Regions from separate parts of the Macaca mulatta genome. Here region 1 is linked to region 2. Evidence: chromatin contacts called from public Hi-C data. All regions are on one chromosome and are shown on one strand. The core of a region is the stretch at or near the end of the contact, and the rest is flanking DNA. Distances in the headings are between cores, read along the strand shown. Region 1 holds the start of H2AC12 (H2A clustered histone 12). Region 2 holds the start of ZNF184 (zinc finger protein 184).

Region 1 (6,228 bases), core at 1,556-4,055, 320 kb before region 2:
TGGCCAACATGTTGAAACCCCCCATCTCTACTAAAAATACAAAATTTAGGCAGGCGTGGTGGCAGGCGCCTGTAATACCAGCCATTTGGGAAACTGAGGCAAGAGAATCGCTTGAACCTGGGAGGGGGAGGGTTGCAGTGAGCCAAGATCTCACCATTGGACTGCAGCCTGGGCAACAGAGCTAGACTCCGTCTTGCGGGGGGAAGGGGGGGGATATCTGTGCTATGGAGAGAAATAAAATGAGATCATTTTGAAGGGAGTGAGAAAAGGGGTGAGGGTGAAAGCAGGAGAAAGTTATGGCCACTTCCACCCAGTATTTCTATTAAAACACAAATGCACTTCCAGAATTTTATAAAAAGCAAAAAGGACTGAAAGTAAATTGTATAAAATCAAGATGTTATGTCCATTTGCAAAAATAGTTTGTAAGTCTAAAGGTAATAACAGCAGATAACTTCAGAGTAAAAATTTTAGTCTGTAAAGAGTAGTCAGGTATACCTGAAGGTAGAATTCATTGGCATAGTGTATCTTAGTTTGTTTTTAAATTTTATTTGCGACGGAGTCTTGCTCTGTTGCCCAGGCTGGAGTGCAGTCAGGTGATCTCAGCTCACTGCAACCTTTGCCTCCTGGGTTCCAGCAATTCTCCTGCCTCAGCTTCCCCAGTAGCTGGGACTACAGGCACACGCCACCACACCCAGCTAATTTTTGTATTGTTAGTAGAGACGGGGTTTCACTATTTTAGCCATGCTGCTTTCGAATTCCTGACTTCAAGTGATTGCCTCCTATATAGGTATAGATATAGATCAGTGCCTTCTATATAGGTAAACAATAAATATAATTATTTGTTGATACATTTCTTAGAATATTAGTGTAACCCCAAAATTGCTGATAGGATAAATAAGACTTAGATGAACAGTGAACATATGCTTTGCATGTATTTAAAGTTTTCCAATATGACCTTGCTAATCTCCAAATGCCCAAGGGCGGGCAATATCCCCAAAGACTAGAACAATGCATGGCCAAATATGTTAAATATATATACAGACACATATACGTTGAAAATTTCCCTGTGAAACTGGCCTGCATTTCTAAATCACAAATTTAGCCAGGTAACAACCTAGCTTAAAATTCGTGGACCCTTTCTTTCACTTGGTTCTTCCAAAAAAGTTCCACACTGCTTATCACCGGCATAGCCATTCTAGCCTCCAGTTACACAATAAAACCCACCCAACTCTGCTCAGACCCTGTGCTGCTGGGGAAGTTCCCTTCTCCTCTACTCCAACTTCTTGCTTGGGGGCGGACTGTCTCTAGTCTCAGTCTGTTGTCTCCCCTCTGGATCCAGTTGCTTTTCCTTTTCTATAAGTTTTGTCAAAAGGAAAAATTACTGATTGAGCCAATTGACGCTGAACATGCCTTAACAACTAGCAAACTATTCAAGAATCTCCGCGATGATCTCATGTTCCGTTTCTTCACTCATGAGAAAAGCTGTGCTCCTCCCCTTACCCTTGCAGACTATCCTGCCTGGTGGTCTGGCATCTTCCCGATGTCTTGTGGGCTGGAGAGGTGGAAACGGGGGGGGGGTGAGAGGGAAGCAAGGCAGAGCTGGGTACAGCCTAGAAGGGGTTAAACAAGGTAATTGCTCGCGCGAAAGCCATACGTACTGGTAGGCCATCGGGAACCAAATTTACAAATATATAAACTCAAGTTAGAACTCCTTTAAATGGTGGAAAGTACACGTGACACAATAGGCTTTCAACAAGTTCTAACAGGAAGTCACAGCACTCGACACAACGGAAGTATCCATTTTCGCGCCAAGAGCCAGGAAGCACTTTCTGTTAACGCAAATTTCCTGCACATCCTTAATTTTTTAGGCGCCATATTCCCTACTCAGTACTCTCAGTACTAACAAAGTGCATATGGCTTCTTTAGCCTGTACTCGATTACAAGCACTGTACACATTACTCAATGTAATGAGATCATAACAACCCCTTTAAAGACATCGCCATTATTTAAACCTGGATTAGGAACACGTGTTTGCAGCTCTAATAGCGACAATTTAAGTGGCTCTTAAAAGAGCCTTTGGGGTTGGGCTTTAAGACGCTTACTTGGCAGGTTTACTTAGCGCTGGTGTACTTGGTGACGGCCTTGGTGCCCTCCGACACCGCGTGCTTGGCCAACTCCCCGGGCAGCAGCAGGCGCACGGCCGTCTGGATCTCCCTGGAGGTGATGGTCGAGCGCTTGTTGTAATGCGCCAGACGGGAAGCCTCACCCGCAATGCGCTCAAAGATGTCGTTGACGAAGGAGTTCATGATTCCCATGGCCTTAGAGGAGATGCCGGTGTCGGGGTGGACCTGCTTCAGCACCTTGTACACGTACACGGAGTAGCTCTCCTTGCGGCTGCGCTTGCGCTTCTTGCCGTCTTTCTTCTGGGCCTTAGTCACTGCCTTCTTCGAGCCCTTCTTGGGCGCAGGAGCGGACTTCGCTGGCTCCGGCATGTCGAGGGCGAACTACGAGTCGAGGCGGACTAACAGCAGATCGAGAAAACGGGAAGTAATGGGAGCAAGGCACCAGGAGTCGTTTTTATATAGAACCTCTCATGCAAATGAGGTGAAGAGTTAAAGTCCTGTATCTGATTGGTGGTTATTCAGGGTGACCTCAGAGGTTAGTTATACCTAATCAACCAATCAGCAAATCCAAAAGATGTACTTCCATTGGTTAAAATTAAGTGGCAACTCTAACCAATGACATATCTTCTTTTTCGCGCCCAGTGGTGTTTATAAAAGGCGCTGCCTCTCCACTTTCGTTTCGCTGGGTATTTTAAGTAAGTTGTGGCCAGTATGTCTGGACGTGGCAAGCAAGGCGGTAAAGCTCGCGCTAAGGCCAAGACCCGTTCTTCTCGGGCTGGGCTGCAGTTCCCTGTGGGCCGAGTGCACCGCTTACTCCGCAAGGGCAATTATGCAGAGCGGGTTGGGGCCGGCGCGCCGGTGTACCTGGCTGCGGTGCTGGAGTACCTGACTGCTGAGATCCTGGAGCTGGCCGGCAATGCGGCCCGCGACAACAAGAAGACCCGCATCATCCCGCGTCACCTCCAGCTGGCTATCCGCAACGATGAAGAGCTCAACAAGCTGCTGGGCAAAGTCACCATCGCGCAGGGTGGTGTCTTGCCCAATATCCAGGCCGTGCTGCTGCCTAAGAAGACTGAGAGCCACCATAAGGCCAAATAAGGAGCGAGGTTGTGAAAACTGAAAAACAAAGGCTCTTTTCAGAGCCACGCTACACTGTCCTAGAGAAAGCTGGACACGGTCATGTTTGTTTCACTTCATGTTTGTTTCATTAGATCACATTGTAAAGCGCTTCTTTCCCGGTTGGGCTGGAGTAACTCTTTACAATGTTTTTTGATGTAACTTAATCCACTGGAAGGCAATGAAAACCCACAAGTTATTGTAGGATACACCGGAGAAGCTTATTCAGCAGGAGTAATAAGTGAAATCAAATATGCAAATCCCTGAAGTCTATTTACCAACTCCAGAGTTTATGTTTGTTTTTGAGATGGAGTCTTTCCCTGTTGCCCAGGCTGGAGTGCAGTGGTGCGATCTCGGCTCACTGCAACCTCCACCTCCCAGGTTCAAGCGATTCTCCTGCCTGAGCCTCCCGAGTAGCTGGGATTATAGGCATGCACCACCATCCTCAGCTAATTTTTGTGTTTTTAGTAGAGACGGGGTTCCACCATGCTGGCCTGGCTGCTCTCGAACTCCTGACCTCAGGTGATCCGCCCGTGTCGGCCTCCCAAAGTGCTGGGATTACAGGCGCGAGCCACCACGCCAGGCCTCCAGTGTAATAATTATATTACATTAATAGTGTTGTCAAACAGCCATAAAAATGGGATATACTCGCCACTCTTTAAAGGCAAATTTTGCAATTCTAAGTATTCTTGAAAAGCAAGAAAGGTCAGCCTAATTCTTAAGTGGTCTAACTCTTAAGAGCAACTTTACCCAGGTGATGAAAGTCTAGTGACTCATTTGCATTACAATTTGATTCCGATGAGAGGAGAATATGGGATGCAGAATTTCCTGAATCCCATATTTGTAAATCCTTAGCCCCATTTCTTTGGAGAAGGTGTATTAATGCACTCTTTTAGTAACTCAGGATACAACATGGCTTTTTCTGTCTAGTTAATTTGTATTATCAAATTTATTAGATCAGGATTGCTATTGCTTTTGATTGCTTGTCCACATTAATTTACCTACCCTAGGAAGCCCTATGAGTTTCCTTCCTCCCCACCAACCCCCAACTTGATATTACTTGCCTGCTTTTACTTCATAGCCTCAAGGCTTTCTGGCTATTCCTACAAAATGCGAAACACATTTTCTGTCTTAAGGCCTTTGCACTTTAAATTCCCTCTTCCCTGATAGCTACCTTTCTCACTTTTTTTCAATCTATGTAGGTCTCACAGAGTGAGACTCCATCTCAAAAACAACAACACAAAGAAACCACACAGAAGAGATATTTGGTGCCAACCACTTATGGCTACATATGCAATATGAATGTGCTTATTTAATTCTCACAACCTTTTGAGGTGAGTATTGTTTGGACTCTAATTTGGAAACGAAAGTGTTGTGTTACTTATCTAATCAGATTCTCAATTAGTAGAAGAAAAAGCTATGTAGGTCTCTGTATACTCAGCCAGTATGCCTGTCAAGTTGCCCCCACACTGGGCCAAAGGGGCTCTAGACCACCCTTTTTAACTCCTTTGTGGGTCACTGAGTGAGGACTGCCCTGGGGAAGGATGCAGCCTTGAGTGGGGAGGAGCTCTGCAGCTGAGGCAAATACTAAAGAAGCTCACAGCTGGTGTCTATCTGCTAATTGTGCTCTCTGCAGTTGGGCTGCAAGCCCTTCCTTGAAGGAGGATCTGGGCAGTGTATTTCCATGTCTATGACATATATTAACATGAATATAAATATCAATGTTAAGTAAGGTCGATGATAGTATCTGTGAGACTGACTTTAGCATGTATAAGTGCATAGCTGGTATTGCTCTTTGACTTTTTTTCTTTTTCTTTTTTCTTGTTTTTGAGATGGAGTTTTGCTCTTCTTGCCCAGGCTGGAGTGCAATGGCCTGATCTTGGCTCACTGCAACCTCCACCTCCCAGATTCAAGCGATTCTCCTGCTTCAGACTCCCGAGTAGCTGGGATTACAGGCGTGTGCCACCACTCCCGGCTAATTTTGTAATTTTAGTAGAGACGGGGTTTCACCATGTTGGTCAGGCTGGTCTGGAACTCCTGACCTCAGATGATCTGCCCGCCTTGGCCTCCCAAAGTGCCGGGATTACAGGCATGAGCCTGTAATTACTTTCATCAGGGAATGTGAAGGGGGTGGGGTCTTTTCTTTTTAGAGAAATAAGAAAATGTGCAGACTTTCTAAAAATCTTTATTAGTTTGGTATACTCCTGTAAGAGTTTTAAATGCCTCAATCATTGCACATGGAAGGTGACAGAAAACAATTACAAAGGAAATGGGAGATTTTTCTACTGACTTTTCCTACCCCAGATTCAGCAAATCTCTTCACTTTTCCCGTTCTGAGAAATAATCCAGTTTAGCCCCATACTGAAGAAACTTCAGAATTAATACTTGAGGCTCAAAGGAGAGGAGAAGGAGCCTTTAAAAAAAAACATGGAACGAGTTTCTGTAGTATAGTGGTTATCACGTTTGCCTCACACGTGAAAAGTCCCTGGTTTGAAACCAGGTGGAAACACATTTACCAGGTGCAGTAGTTCATGCCTGTAATCCCAGCACAAAAACTTAGCCGGGCGTGGTGGCAGCTGCCTGTAGTCCCAGCTACTTGGGAGGTGAGGCAGGAGAATCGTTTGAGCCCGGGAGACGGAGGTTGCAGTGAGCTGAGATTGTGCCACTGCACTCTAGCCTGGGCGACAGAGTGAGACTCCAATCTCAAAAACAACAACAACAAAAAATCACATAGAAGAGATATTTGGTGCCAACAACTTATGGGCTACATATGCAATATGAATGTGCTTATTTAATTCTCACAACCTTTTGAGGTGGGTATTGTTTGGACTCTAATTTGGAAAAGAAAGTGTAGTGTTACTTATCCAATCAGATTCTCAATTAGTAGGAGAGAAAGCTATATATCAGAATATTATCTACTCAACATGGAACACACACATAACTGCCTTTTCTTAACTATCGGGTCTCATGTGCTTTAGTCTAAGGTATA
Region 2 (6,849 bases), core at 1,859-4,358:
TAATTTCAGGGAATCTAAATTGTACCACTAAGGTGCAAGGACAATCTCTTTGGGATACAACCATTAGGATAGGTCAGTGTCATCGGATTTTAGTTCCAAGATTCAAATTCCAGAGAGAGCCAACTGGCCTAGTGTGGGTTTCATGACCAATCCTTGTTTAAAAGAGAGCTAGGTAAAATTTACGCAAAATGATCTGATATAAAGAGACAGACTAAGAGATGGATTATTGTATGTGATGCAATAATCGTGAGTGTGAAACCTGATGGAAACTGTAGATAAACCAAAAGAAAGAAAAAAAAACAAAAGCAGCACCATGCTGGCAACAGTATGACATAGACAGCTTAGGCAAGTAGGGGTGATGAATAATATGGAGAAAAGCAGTTTCAACTGTTTGGCTATGTTAAGTTTCATTTTGTAAAAAATGTATTAATCAAGAAATTCTTAATGCTGTCATGCCTCAGAAAGCAGAGGAAGCAATAAAGGGAACTATTATGCTCAACTTGATTTTGACCAGTAAAGAAAAACTGTTTTGTAACAGAAGTCTTAAGAAAAAAAATGAAGATGTTATCTTGGAAGTTCTTAACAGTGAAAGAAAATGTTCTACATGCACAGACAGGTACCTAAGACTTTAGGAAAACAGAATCAAGAGAAATGTCTCAGGTAAGATGCTTTTTATTCCAAGTAACAGCAACCAACGGAACCAAAAACAGCAACAGTTACAGAAACCAACTGTGTGCCTGGCGCATAGTAAATGCTCAGTATGTGCTGCAAAAATTATTACAAGGAACAGAGGCTCAGTAAAGTTAATCCTAATGATAAAATTGTAAGAAATCCCCAAAATAAAGAAAAAACAAAGGCTTTTAATGAAACTACTTTGACTGATTTAATTCTGATAAACTTAGAATATATATTTTAAAAATCTACTGTAAAAAAGACTTGAAGGACAAAAAATTGAAGAGTAGTATGGACCAAACCTACATTATTCACATGAATAATATGAATAATGTTAAGATTTCTAATGATATTATTTTTAACAAATGCAAAAAAAGGACTGCATGATAATAGTTAGGTTAAACCAAACTTGATTGCACAGCCATACCTAAAGAATGTAAAGACAACACCAATGCAGAGGGAAGTCTATAGGGACACGTCATAAGCCTCTGTCCTTACCCTGACCTGTTCAATGACATGTAGGAAGAAATAGAAGGAATATTCATTAAATCTGCTAGTGGCATTAAGTTGGAAAGGACAGTTAAGACACTGAATAACTAAATTAGGATTCATAATCATTCTGAAAGCCTAAAACAAGTGACCAAAAAATTGGACAATCATAACTGTAAGTCCTGACATTAAGGATAATAATAATTCCATTACACAAAAATGGTATAAATCTAGATCACTGCAGTTTATGTAAAAAAAATCTAAAGTTTACAGTACATTACTGATAGTTTTTAAAGCAAATGTGATCTGATGCCAAACAGCAGAAGTATAATCCCAGTCAAACGAAGTAGTACATTATTCTTTCAGGTACTTTTCAAAGCACATCCAAAGAACTATGTTTACCATTAGGCACTGCATTTTACGAAAAATGCTGACAAGCAGGAGAGTTTTCAGAGAAGAGGTATAGATAACATCACACAGACCAATCAAAAGAAGTGAGGCTATATTGCTTAGAATTTATGAGGCGGAGTTGTAACAGCTGAATTCATGTATCTTAAGGGCAGCAGTGTGAAATTAAGAACAGTTTCCTTTTCTCTGGAGGACTCAGAAATAAGATCAACACAAAAGTTACAGGAACAAGTACATCTGTTTAATATAACAAACTAAAAAAGAAAGCCAACAAGGGAATAGTCTGCACCCAAAATGGCGAGTTTAATGCCACACTAGTTCTGGCCTAGGGTTGACAGACTGCCATCTGCCAAGGAGATTTCAAAACTAACTCTTTCATTGAAGGGATGATTACCAAGATGTCTTCTGACTTCAACATTATAATTTTAATATTTAATATTCAGAAGTCATGTGGGGATCACATATACGCTGAATGATTATGTCTTTTCATTCCCCAATGGAATGAAAGAAAAAATAAACTCCTCCCCCAAGTATCTCTCTATAAAAAAGAATCTCTCCCTACAATGTAATTCGGTTTCTTTGCTAATCCCTAAGCATACCGTTCCTTCCTTCCAGCTCTCCTGCTCTGATCTCAAGTATTTGATCCTCCAGTCATGACTGTTCTCAAGCCTCCATCAACCCACTCTCCCCCAAGTCGACCCCACTACCTTCCATCTCAGAAGCTCATCCCGTTCCTCTGGAACTTGAATACCAGGGTTCGCCAGGCAGCGTTCCTTCAGCTGATACCTCAGTCTGGGACTCAGATGTCTAGCTCCCCTTGCAGCGAGTCTGCAACACGCTGAGGTTTTCTATCCTAAAAAACACAGGATGGCGTCAGCAGCATACGTCACACAATCACACATCAGAGTCTTGCAAAGTGACCAAGAGGTCTTACACGAGAGAAGTGCCCTAAGAGAGCACTAGAGAGGCGTGTGCCACTCCGATGAACAAAAACAGAGTGGAGATCGGGTAAGCGGGTTCTGCCTCAGATCCAAAAAACCCTTGGTGCCCACCCTAGAATCTGGCCGGGGCATCCACAGACCTGGTCTCTTCCCTCTGTGCACATTTGTGACTCACACCCCTGCGAGGTCGGATAACACGAAGACACACCTGTTGCAGAGCGTTAAAGCTGGAAGGTGGATAAGCAGGGCGGGGCCCGGCACCCGACTTCCCCTTAGGCCAGAACAAAAGAACAAAGCCCTCCAAGGGATCAGGGCGGGACCGCCCCGCACAGACGGAGGCGAGGTGCGCCCCCTTTGAGGACTCCCCAGCTTTCTCCCGCAGAGGCCTCTAAGCGCGAAACCAGAAGGGTGACGTCACGGGTCCGGAGGGCTGGCTGTTGCCATGGTGATACCTGAGCTCCCCTCCCTTTATAGCGATCCACACACTCTGATCCCGGGTCCGGAAGCGCACTGACCGCCACCAGACCTAACGCAGGGAGCCGAAGCAGCTGGACTTCCAGAGCGCCAACCTCTTTCCACGCCTACAACCGGCTTCAACGGTCACTTCCGGTCCTTACGAGAGAGCCCCGCTCCGCCCCGCACGCCGGCGCCGGGCGGGCACACTGGACCAGCGTTCCCAGAACACTCCGCGACGAGGTTGCTGAACTTCATTTCCCAGAGGCTTTAGCTAACGTTTCGCGTTCGCCCTGCGCAGTGCCGCACATTTTCGCCGCCAGTCATTTGTTCCTGTTTCAGGTATGCGTGTGCGTTGTAAACTTGTCTGACTGAACTGATTTTAAGAAATACACGTCTACTGACCGGGCGCAGTGGCTCACGTCTGTTATCTCAGCACTTTGGGAGGCCGAGCTGGGTGGATCACTAGGTCAGGAGTTCGAGACTCAGCCTGGCCAATATGGTGACACCCCCGTCTCTACTAAAAATACCAAAATTATGGTGGTGGCGCGCGCCTGTAGTCCCAGCTACTCGGGAGGCTGAAGCAGGAGAACGGCGTGAATCCGGGAGGCAGAGGTTGCAGTCAGTCGAGATCGCGCCACTGCACTCCAGCCTGGGCGGCACAGCGAGACTCCGTCTCAAAGAAACAAAAAAGAAAAGAAAAAAAAAAAAGAAATACACGTCTGCACACAGTTTTAAAACGCAAACAATCGTTACCTTTATTACATGTTCTACCTTATATTTTCTGTTCTACTCCTTTGTCATTTTGAAAATACTGGTAGTTACCCATTAAATTTGTTTTCACGACTCTCAATTGAGTGGCGACCAACTTTATTTATTTATTTATTTTGAGACGGAGTCTAGCTCTGTTGCTCAGGCTGGAGTGCAATGGCACGATCTCGGCTCAGTGCAACCTCCACCTCTCGGGTTCAAGCGATTCTCCTGCCTGAGCCTCCCGAGTAACTGGGATTACAGGCATGCACCACCATCCCCGGCTAATTTTTGTATTTTCAGTAGAGACGGGGTTTCACCATATTGGCCAGGCTGGTCTCAAACTCCTGACTTCAAATGATCCGCCCGCCTCGGCCTCCCAAAGTGCTGGGATTGCGGGCGTGAGCCACTGCGCCCGGCCCCAACATGTTTTTCTAATGCTTAAGGAAACCCGGAGATGATATTAGCATGTTTTGCCCCTCAGTAAAGCATCTTATATGCCTGTGTCAGCCAGCACATAGCTGCATATAGCCCAAGGCCAGTCTGTCCGTCACTGTGTCCTTGGCAGAAAAAAAGAATCCAACAAATCGGTAGATTTTTATATTTAAGACGTGGCACTTGCATTTTACTGTGCTGGTGTGCATTCCCAGCATTTGGATAAGGGGCCGAGGTCAAGTCTCTCAGACTGTTGGCTGACAAACATTAAACCTGGAAATCCTAACACTGAGTATATGAAAAACAATTACAGTCAAGGGAACATGATAGAGAAAGCTTCGATCATCTTAGAGAATGCATATATTGTCATGAAGAGAACATTGGTTTAAATAAATAAAACAAATGTTTAAGAGAATGAAAAGACAAGGCACAGACTGGGAGAAAATATTTGCAAAATACATATCTGATAAAGGACTGATATCCAAAATATATAAGAACTCTTAAAACTCAACAATAAGGAAACAAACCGATTAAAAAAACAGGCCAAAGACCCTAACAGATGTCACCAAAGAAGATATACAGATGGCAAATAAGCATATGAAAAGATGCTGCACATCATATGTCCTCAGGGAAATGCAAATTAAAACAATGGGGTGCCACTATACACCTATCAAAATGGCCAAAATCCAGGACCCTGACAATACCAAATGCTGACAAGGATGTGGAGCAACAGGAACTTTCATTCATTGCTGGTGGGAATGCAAAACGTTAGAGCCATGCTGGAGGACAGTTTGACAATTTCTTACAAAACTAAACATGCTCTTACCATACGATCTAGTAATTGTGTTCCTTGGTATTTATGCAAAGGAGTTGAAAATGTATGTCCACACAAAACGTGCCTAAGAATGTTTATAGCAGCGTTGTTCATGATAGGCAAAACTTGGAAGCAGCCAAGATGTCCTTCAGTACATGAATGAATACATAAACTATGGTACATTCGGACAATGAAATATTCAGTAAGGAAAATAAATGAGCTATCAAGCTACCAAAAAGGAAGAAGAACAGACCATTAAGTGCATATTGGTAAGTGAAAGAAGTCAATCTGGAAAAGGCTACATACTGTATAATTCCATCTATATAACATCCCTGAAAATGCTAATCTATGGAAACAGCAAAGATTAGTGGTTGCCAGGGGCTTAGGGGGAGGGAAAAAGGGAAGAATAAGTGATGTTCAGTGGATTTTAAGAGGGAAGAATAAGTGACGTTCAGTGGATTTTTAAGGCAGCAAAACTATTCTGTATGATATAGTAATGGTGGATACATGTTGTTATACATTTGTTAAAACCCATAGACTATACAGCACAAAAGTGACCCGTAATATAAACTATGGTCTTTAGTTAATAATAATTTATGAACATTGGCTCATCAATTGTAATAAATATACCACACTAATGCAAGATGTTAATAATAAAGAGACTGGGAGAGAAAGGGGGAAGGAAGGAGTATACTGAAACTCTACTTTCCACTCAATTTTTCTATAAACCTAAAACTGTTCCAAAAGTTTTCTATTAAATTTAAAATATAAGAATGTTAAATATGCTTATGGTAAGGTCTCAGAAGGAAATTAATGACATGCAGTTAGAAACTGAAGGAATGGTGATCTTGTTATAAAGAGGGAGAGACTTGGCTGAATTGTATTCTACAGTTGGGTGGAAAACAGAATTTGTACATGATGAACTTGAATATTTAGCTGAGAATACTTCCAAGTAAAATGTGGAATGTGCAACCTGGTTAGTTATTGCTGCTTATGGTGAAATGCATGAGGAAAGAAATAAACTGAGGAAGGAACTATTCAGCCAAAGGAACCAGCACTCATGATTTGGAAAACTTTTAGCCATACCTTATACAAATGAGACTTTCAATACATATTGAGGACACAGAAAGATATAATTTCTGTCTTCAGCAACTTCTCTATCTCTATGTTGCTCAAAGTGGCCTCCAACTCCTGACCTCAAGCAATCCTCCCACCTCGGCCTCCCTAAATGATGGGGTTACAATCCATAAGCCACTGAACCCAGCCCTCAGAAACCTTTTGTGCTTAAAAAAACACCTCAGCAAAATACAAAGCAACTAGTGATATATTTGAACTAAAATTACTAATCAACTGTTGGCTTGTTTGTTTTACTGTAACCATGACTAGGGACTGGCCACAGCTGCAATCTTATTTGTTTTACTGGGCTGAAAACAAAAACATGGTAGAATGGATCTCAGTAAAGGTAGAGAGTCAGGACTTAGTTGCAGGAAACAAAAACTAGTCCAGTTTCTACTTTAGCCCTAAATTGGAAACAAATCAAATGTCATTCTGTACTTAAAAAGGCAAATTGTCAATTTTTCTTCAAATACAAGGAATACCAAAGAAAATAAATTATTTTCTACAAAGAAAAAAAAAATTAGCTAGGCATGGTGGTGCATGCTTCTATTCCTAGCTACTCTGGAGGCTGAGGCAGAAGGATGGCTTGTGCCCAAGAGTTCAGGTTACAGTAAGCTATGATGGTGCCACTGCACTCCAGTCTGTGTGACAGAGTAAGACCCTGATTCTAATTTTTTTTTATTTTTTAAAACAGATTTTTGATATTTCTGTGGTATCTAACTGTATTCAAAGCTGGAGTTGCAAATAATTTCAGCAAAAAAATTATATATA

Evidence for each region. A called contact is a pair of places that touch in the nucleus more often than the background predicts.
Region 1: a Hi-C map of CD4 T cells shows a contact between it and region 2, with 4 times the contacts expected there. The contact joins the promoter of H2AC12 here to the promoter of ZNF184 in region 2. A contact is called at or near these places in 4 of 14 Hi-C or Micro-C datasets (CD4 T cells, blood, fetal cortex germinal zone and 1 more).

What each region holds. Positions count from the first base shown.
Region 1 is chr4:156,158,482-156,164,709 of T2T-MMU8v2.0, reverse strand. H2AC12 (H2A clustered histone 12) reads left to right here and starts at 2,805. Exons shown (of 1, transcript XM_001093153.5): 1 at 2,805-3,473. The coding sequence starts at 2,835. The coding sequence ends at 3,221. H2BC12 (H2B clustered histone 12) reads right to left here and starts at 2,516. Exons shown (of 2, transcript NM_001260530.1): 1 at 2,103-2,516. The coding sequence starts at 2,492. The coding sequence ends at 2,112.
Region 2 is chr4:155,838,739-155,845,587 of T2T-MMU8v2.0, reverse strand. ZNF184 (zinc finger protein 184) reads right to left here and starts at 3,108. Exons shown (of 7, transcript XM_078000824.1): 1 at 2,719-3,108; 2 at 2,277-2,422.